Regions from separate parts of the Anas platyrhynchos genome. Here region 1 is linked to region 2. A link is a contact called in public Hi-C data. All regions are on one chromosome and are shown on one strand. The core of a region is the stretch at or near the end of the contact, and the rest is flanking DNA. Distances in the headings are between cores, read along the strand shown. Region 1 overlaps FGD6 (FYVE, RhoGEF and PH domain containing 6). Region 2 has its middle 17 kb from the start of METAP2.

Region 1 (3,057 bases), core at 450-2,949, 120 kb before region 2:
TGGCAATGCTTTTAATGACACAAATCAGATTTTATCTGATTGTTGCATGGACTGGACTTAAAAGCTTCAAGAAATATGCAGAGCAGAAGAATCATTTTTCTGTATTTCCAAATGAAATATGATTGCTGTGAGTAAGCTACTGTCCTATAATGTGGTGAAGAGATTGACCTGCTTAAAATAAGACAGTTAATCACTGCATAGTATAATCAGAAGACAAAACCATAAAAAGCAGCTAGTGATTTTGTTAATATGCCTTTGATATAATTGGAGCAAGCGCTGATTTTTCTGAAAATCAAGGTCCTTTATCATACTTCACAGTGGTAACCAACATCATTAGTTACTTTACAAAATCTGAATTTCTTTCCACTTTGAACCTGTCTCAAGCCAAGGCTCAGAGAAAACAGAGGATGGTGTCTAAAGCTTTATGGAAAATTACAACTGATGGAAAGTCACAGAATAGGAACATATCTTAAAAAAAATAATTTACAGTACCTCGAAGTCTTTCACTACTGAAGCAAAACCTGTGTTCTTCTTACACTGTTCATCTAACAGTGCAACATTTTTATCAAATTCTTTGATGTAAGTTGAGTACATCTTTAAGTACGGACCCTTTTTTACAAATATGTCAGCGATTCTTTGATGTTCAAGCCTAGAAACAAGAACAGAGCAATAAGAGCACAGAAGTGTGTACATCCTAACCTTACAGCACCACGTTGGGCTTTGCAGTAAGATGTGCCAGTTTATTTCTGAACAAAAAGCTTACAGTCCAGCAGATGGGCATTCGGCTCTTTAGCTACTCTGAAAAATCTTTCCAGCACACCTCCACACACTAGTTTAGGGTTAGATTACAATCACTTGACACACGGTCTGTTTAAAATGGTCTTGAACCACCTGAACACATTAACACGAGCTGGACTTCTGAGGAAATGGATCGCCAAACTTCAAAACGCGGTCTTTCCCCTTAAGAGGAAGCATGGGATTACAGCATTTACCCATTTCAGTGCCTTTGTCTGTAGGCTCTCTTTAGCTGATTGAGACCCACCCACCAGTGTAATTGAGAATGGACTTCAATGGGACTGAGGCTGTCAGTCAGCGTTGTGGCTGGTTCATAGATCTCAGCTACCTTTAAAATGCAAACCAATCCTCAGAACAGCCTCTTGTTCCTCTAATGAAGGCAGGCCATTTATCATGCCTGTGCACACGTAGGAACAAGAGCTTTCAATTAAAACTGAAGTTATAGACAAAAAAAAAAGTGTGGTTGCTAAAAACATGTGCTGGCATAGCTTCTGGATGCACCTAAATGCCAAATAAAACAGCTAAAGAGAAAATTATCTCCTGTGCGTGCAAAGTCAGCTCTGCCATTTAACAAGGCCCATGAAAAACAAACAAGAGTCAAGCCACGGTCAGGCGGAGTCCCCCAGGCCCCACAGATAAGTTTTAACGACATCAAAGGAGTGGTGTTCCTTCACTGATAGTCACCAGTGAGACAGTCGCTCCTCCAGCTCCCTCAGGAGGTCCCGGTTGAGCTCGTACAGCTGAGGTAGGTAGTACAGGATCTGATTCAGGATTCTGTCCTCAATCACGGGCTTCCCAAGCTGCCTGGAGGCATGTGCCACCGCGTCCCGGAAATCCTGCCAGAGCACAAAGAGGACAGAAACCCCCACCATGAGCCAGCAGCCTTCAAAGCAGCAGCGCAGAGCAGAGCGTGTTCTCTGCAGGCATCCCAGGCCCTGCTCCCTCCTACTGGAGGTGAGGAGGGTGCCAGCTGGGTTATGTTTCCCTGCAGCTTCAACTTACTCCTGCGGGACGGCCTTAATCCCCTTGGTTTGATGCTGGAGCTTTACTCTCTTGCTCCATATGCACGCTGTGGAAGTCATTCGTTATTTTTCTACCACACCCTTAAGAAATGCGCTGATCCTATATGTGAGGAAACTATAGGGGGGAAAAACCTCACATCTGCAAAGGTATTGGTAGCCTCAAGTATCTTCTTGCTAAGATTTGTTTCAAAAAGCAAAAGTGTTATATCAGCTAATGCAATCGTAATATCATATTTTAAAACCACACTGGTTTACAAATGCCTTCTAGGAAGACATGCTGCCTAGATAAAAAATGTAGCATCACAAAAAGTTACTGTATGTAGCAGCTCTTACAGGAAAATGAGCATCTAACAAAAAGCTTTTGTAACAACACATTGGAACCACAAGATTTCAAATGTTAATGATCATCCAAACAACACTGGTACCTTTGAAACATTTACAAGGAGAAGGAAACCCGCACTTATCACTGAAGGATCTTGTGGCATTTTTATGTTATAAGCAGCTCTCAATAGAACAACGCTCAGACTAATTGGTCCTCATTAAACTATTTAGAATTAAAATCTTGGCCCCACACAAGTCAGCATGGCCAGTACTGCATCCATAACGAACCTGGGTATGCGTTAGGCAAGGCATCTTCCCTGATCATATGCAAGCAAAATTTTCAAAAAGGTTAGCAATTTATCATTTCCTTTGAAAAAATAATCAAGTACATAACACTACCTAAACTGAGAAAAATAAAATCCAAATTAGCTGTATTGTCATCTCTCCCTTGAATTTGGGCATAAAGCAGGCACTATATAACAGCTCTTTTTAGTCTGCAGTCTGCTGAAACCTGATAATGAATGCACAATCTGTAGGTGGCCTGAAAAAGGTGACCAAACTGCATGTTCCTACGTGGGATGATGAGACATCTTAAATATGCATGCAGTGCACACCTGCCTTTGAAAGTTTGTAGGGCCCACAGGTTAAAAGTGGGGAAAAAAAAATTAAGCTCACACACTCACAAGTCTTCTGCTACAGGTCTCGCTGGCTATCTCATCGGCCCAGCATCTGGCACTATTTAGGGTTTGTCAGACTCCAGTCTCAACTTTCTCCTGCCCTCTCCTCATTACATCAGTGAGCTGCAGACAGCTTCTTGCTCTGTGACCCTGGGTCGCAAAGGCTGCGCCGGGGCAGAGTTATGACAAGAAACCGAAAGGAGATACAGGGCGATGGCTGCGATGGGGGGAGGCTGAGAACT
Region 2 (3,170 bases), core at 317-2,816:
AAGTACTGATAATACTGGAAAAAGAATGTAAATTCCTACTGTGTGGCATAAATAACCAATCATGAAAGAACCATTTAGTGACTTGGGGGAAAAGCAGTTCTTTCATTTTCCCCTCCTCATTACCTGAGAGGATAAGAGTGGTTCCTGTTGCATACCATAGGGAGGAGTCAACTTCATTTGATCTACGAGGAGAGGACTTTCTGACTTGTGAGCTTGGTTTTCTGAATGTGTGTGCAGTTAATTCCTGAAATACACCACCACTACAGAAACTGGTAACAAAGTAGGCCCTGATTTGGTAACTGATGGTGTTTGTGTGCTTATAATTGTAACTCAGCTGCTGCATGATACAAACTGGAGAAATAACAATGAAAGTCAATCACAGAATGACAGAATCACAGAAAAGCCAAAGTCTTAACTCAAATGTAGATCTTAAAACTGGTCCTCAGCCTTTTACACTTCCCTCTTCGTGCCCTGTACAAGTTCCTGACTGTTGGATTAGGTATAACTAATTGGCAGGTTGGCAGGTTTGTCTGGTGGATAGATTATAAATCACAAGGAAAAATATTATGAGTGTTGATGTCAACAAGGTAGAAGAGGGAAAGTTAATCCTGTATAAGGAATATGGTGATGCTCAATCTGTCTTCCCCATAAAAGAGCTCCAGTATATGGAATGTATCTGTTGCTAAATTAATCAGAAAAGATACAGAATTCAGGCAGTGCCGTTTTTACTGATCCACATTCAGTAAACCCACATGTTTTTATAGCTTGTGTTTGTATTATTACGGAGGCTTTTATGTAACAAGTACTCACAGAATGGTTCTCATGGCATGTAATACACCAGCATGAGCTCTCTAAATCAATTTCATTCCATTCAAGGCTGAAAACAAGCTTATATTCACCTTCTGCCCAGGCCTGGCTTTCATGCTGTCAGGAGTTAAATGTACTTACAGTGGATTACATTACCAGACAGTTCATATAAATGTTAAGTCTAATGAATACAGAGAAAAACCTTCCAAAGAGGTTTATGGTTACTACACACTTTTTCTTTTTTTTTTCTTTTTTTTTTTTTTTTCTCCTCTTTTCCCAGCCTTTATTCCTCTGTCTCTACAGTCTCAGTCTAACAGAAGCTGCAGTATCAGGGAAGTAGGGAATCAAACAGGGCATTCATTACCTGCCACAGCGTCCACAGCGATTTCTTCAGCATCAGGCTGGGATCCACTGTCTGTGGTCAGCTTGAATAATATCAAGGTATGTGTACAGTGCATTGTACCTCACTTCAGAGATCCCTGAACAGGTTGTTCTGCTTGGCTCAGGGCAGTACTGTGCAGAGGTACTAGCCTGGCCCTGCAAATTTCGGTGCATCAGCATGCTGCTGGGCCTTCATTAAGCTGCCCAGTCCCTGCAGGACTGACCAGTTCAAATGCAGTGGTACACCGATGCAGCTCGAACTCTGCCAGTTATCTAGGAGGCTTCTTTAGCACTTGACTGGTAATTTTGGTGCCGTGCTGTATGGAAACACTCAGCACAGAAATATCTGCTGACCTCATAGGAACCACATATGCAAGTGCCTGCTCACCGATTTGAGAAACAAGCTGCCTGTAGGCCTCCTGTCTACTTTGGTGTTCAAGCCAGCAGTCTCCAGATTCTCTGATGGTCAGTCTGGGGCTGACTTTCAGATAAATATTCAGTCTAATGTGGTACCTGCTGAAACAGAACCAAGCTCATAAAACCATACTTGAGCTGTTTTCTGGCCATGCCTGACCTAGGGCTCTTCGGTAATAATTCACCCAGTCATCCACAATAATCATTTTCAATATTGTGCTTTTCTTTATTTTCTTTATTTCTTTTTCTTTATTTTCCTTATTGTGATTTTCTTTTTCAGACAGGAGCTGTCAGACTGTTGTGGTTTTATTTTTGTTTCCCTAGTTCTTTAAATTGGTGTAGACACCAGATAACCCACTTTTCTCCACAGCTATAGGATTCTCTCCTGTAAAGAGTAAAATATATTTTTCATTCTATGCTAGATTTTGGTCTCATTCATTTCTTAGTTTTGACCATGTTTGGTGTTGTCATTTAATCTACAATGAAATAACAAGTACAAGTATTTAAAATGGCACTAACTACAGCTGATACTCTGATGTAAGCAAATGTCACCTTCTCATATCCATTTTCAAAAAAGTCTGACCTTTCAAAATAATCAGTTCTTTTGGCCCACTAGTGTTTAAAGAGAAATAAATGTGCTTGGAGGAGGGAAATTGCAGAACACCATATACATGTACATCTGGTGTATGTAACAGAGGTGTCTCTAAACGAGTCAGTGCAGAGTCTTAGAGAGTGAAGACCCATAACAGATTAAATTGACTCAGTAAAAGCTCCAGGACACACCTTCTTCACAGGTTTTTACTGACACTCCCTTGTGCCAGCAGGGTAACTGAAGACATAGGCTGTCTCTGACTCAGACCTTTGCCATCTGCTGTACCTTTTTTATAAAATTTATCCAGGTGGAATTTGCTATGTCAGCCATTTCAAGTCAAATCCTCCTAAAGTCAAATTCTCCACCTCCGCATTGTGTTGAGGAATGCTCTGGGTATAAAGAAGTCAGAACTGAGAATTGTATACATTCTAAACACCTACACAAGGCTGTGAATGAGCCAAAACTGTGACTCCCGCTACACCAATTCTCCCTGTTTCCTTGTAATCCCGCAGAGCAGTGACCCTTCCAACTCCATGGGAGAAAGATACCCAGTGAGTTATTAATCTCAAGAAGACCTATTCTGGTGGCATTTCAGATAGCAGTGTTGCAAGGACTCAAGGGTAGTTCTATCTCTGTTACAGCCCAGGCACTCCTCGAATTAGAAGAAATAAAATATAGCTTCTCACCCCAGTGTTAGAGTACAGTATTATAGGATGTATTAAGAGTTTCTATTTTCTTTTAACAAAGAACTGACAAACTGTTAAAAAAAATAAGATCCAGCTCATGAAACACAGTTTGAATCATTTTTGTTTCCAAACAAATCAGAAATAGGTTAGATTTCAAATATGCTCATTTACTACCTTTATGTTCCCTCATTTAGAATGTTTCCTTTCCCACATAAACAGAAATATGTGTGAGTTTTTTGTTGTTTTGTTTTGGTTTTTTTTTGCTTAAGATGGTGATGCTAGTTGTAATT

What was found. A called contact is a pair of places that touch in the nucleus more often than the background predicts.
Region 1: a contact with region 2 is called in a Hi-C map of liver, with 2.7 times the contacts expected there. The contact joins two enhancer-like sites. A contact is called at or near these places in 2 of 8 Hi-C or Micro-C datasets (liver and subcutaneous adipose tissue).

Annotation. Positions count from the first base shown.
Region 1 is chr1:46,959,868-46,962,924 of IASCAAS_PekinDuck_T2T, reverse strand. It overlaps FGD6 (FYVE, RhoGEF and PH domain containing 6), which reads right to left. Exons shown (of 21, transcript XM_027452188.3): 6 at 1,480-1,631; 7 at 493-649. Among named protein-coding and RNA genes, the nearest start is that of NR2C1, 35 kb to the left of the region's middle. Within about 2 kb of position 1,699, at least 1 of the 8 cell types and tissues checked has an H3K27ac peak or open chromatin away from gene starts, as enhancers often do.
Region 2 is chr1:46,835,502-46,838,671 of IASCAAS_PekinDuck_T2T, reverse strand. No RefSeq gene overlaps it. Among named protein-coding and RNA genes, the nearest start is that of METAP2, 17 kb to the right of the region's middle. Within about 2 kb of position 1,566, at least 1 of the 8 cell types and tissues checked has an H3K27ac peak or open chromatin away from gene starts, as enhancers often do.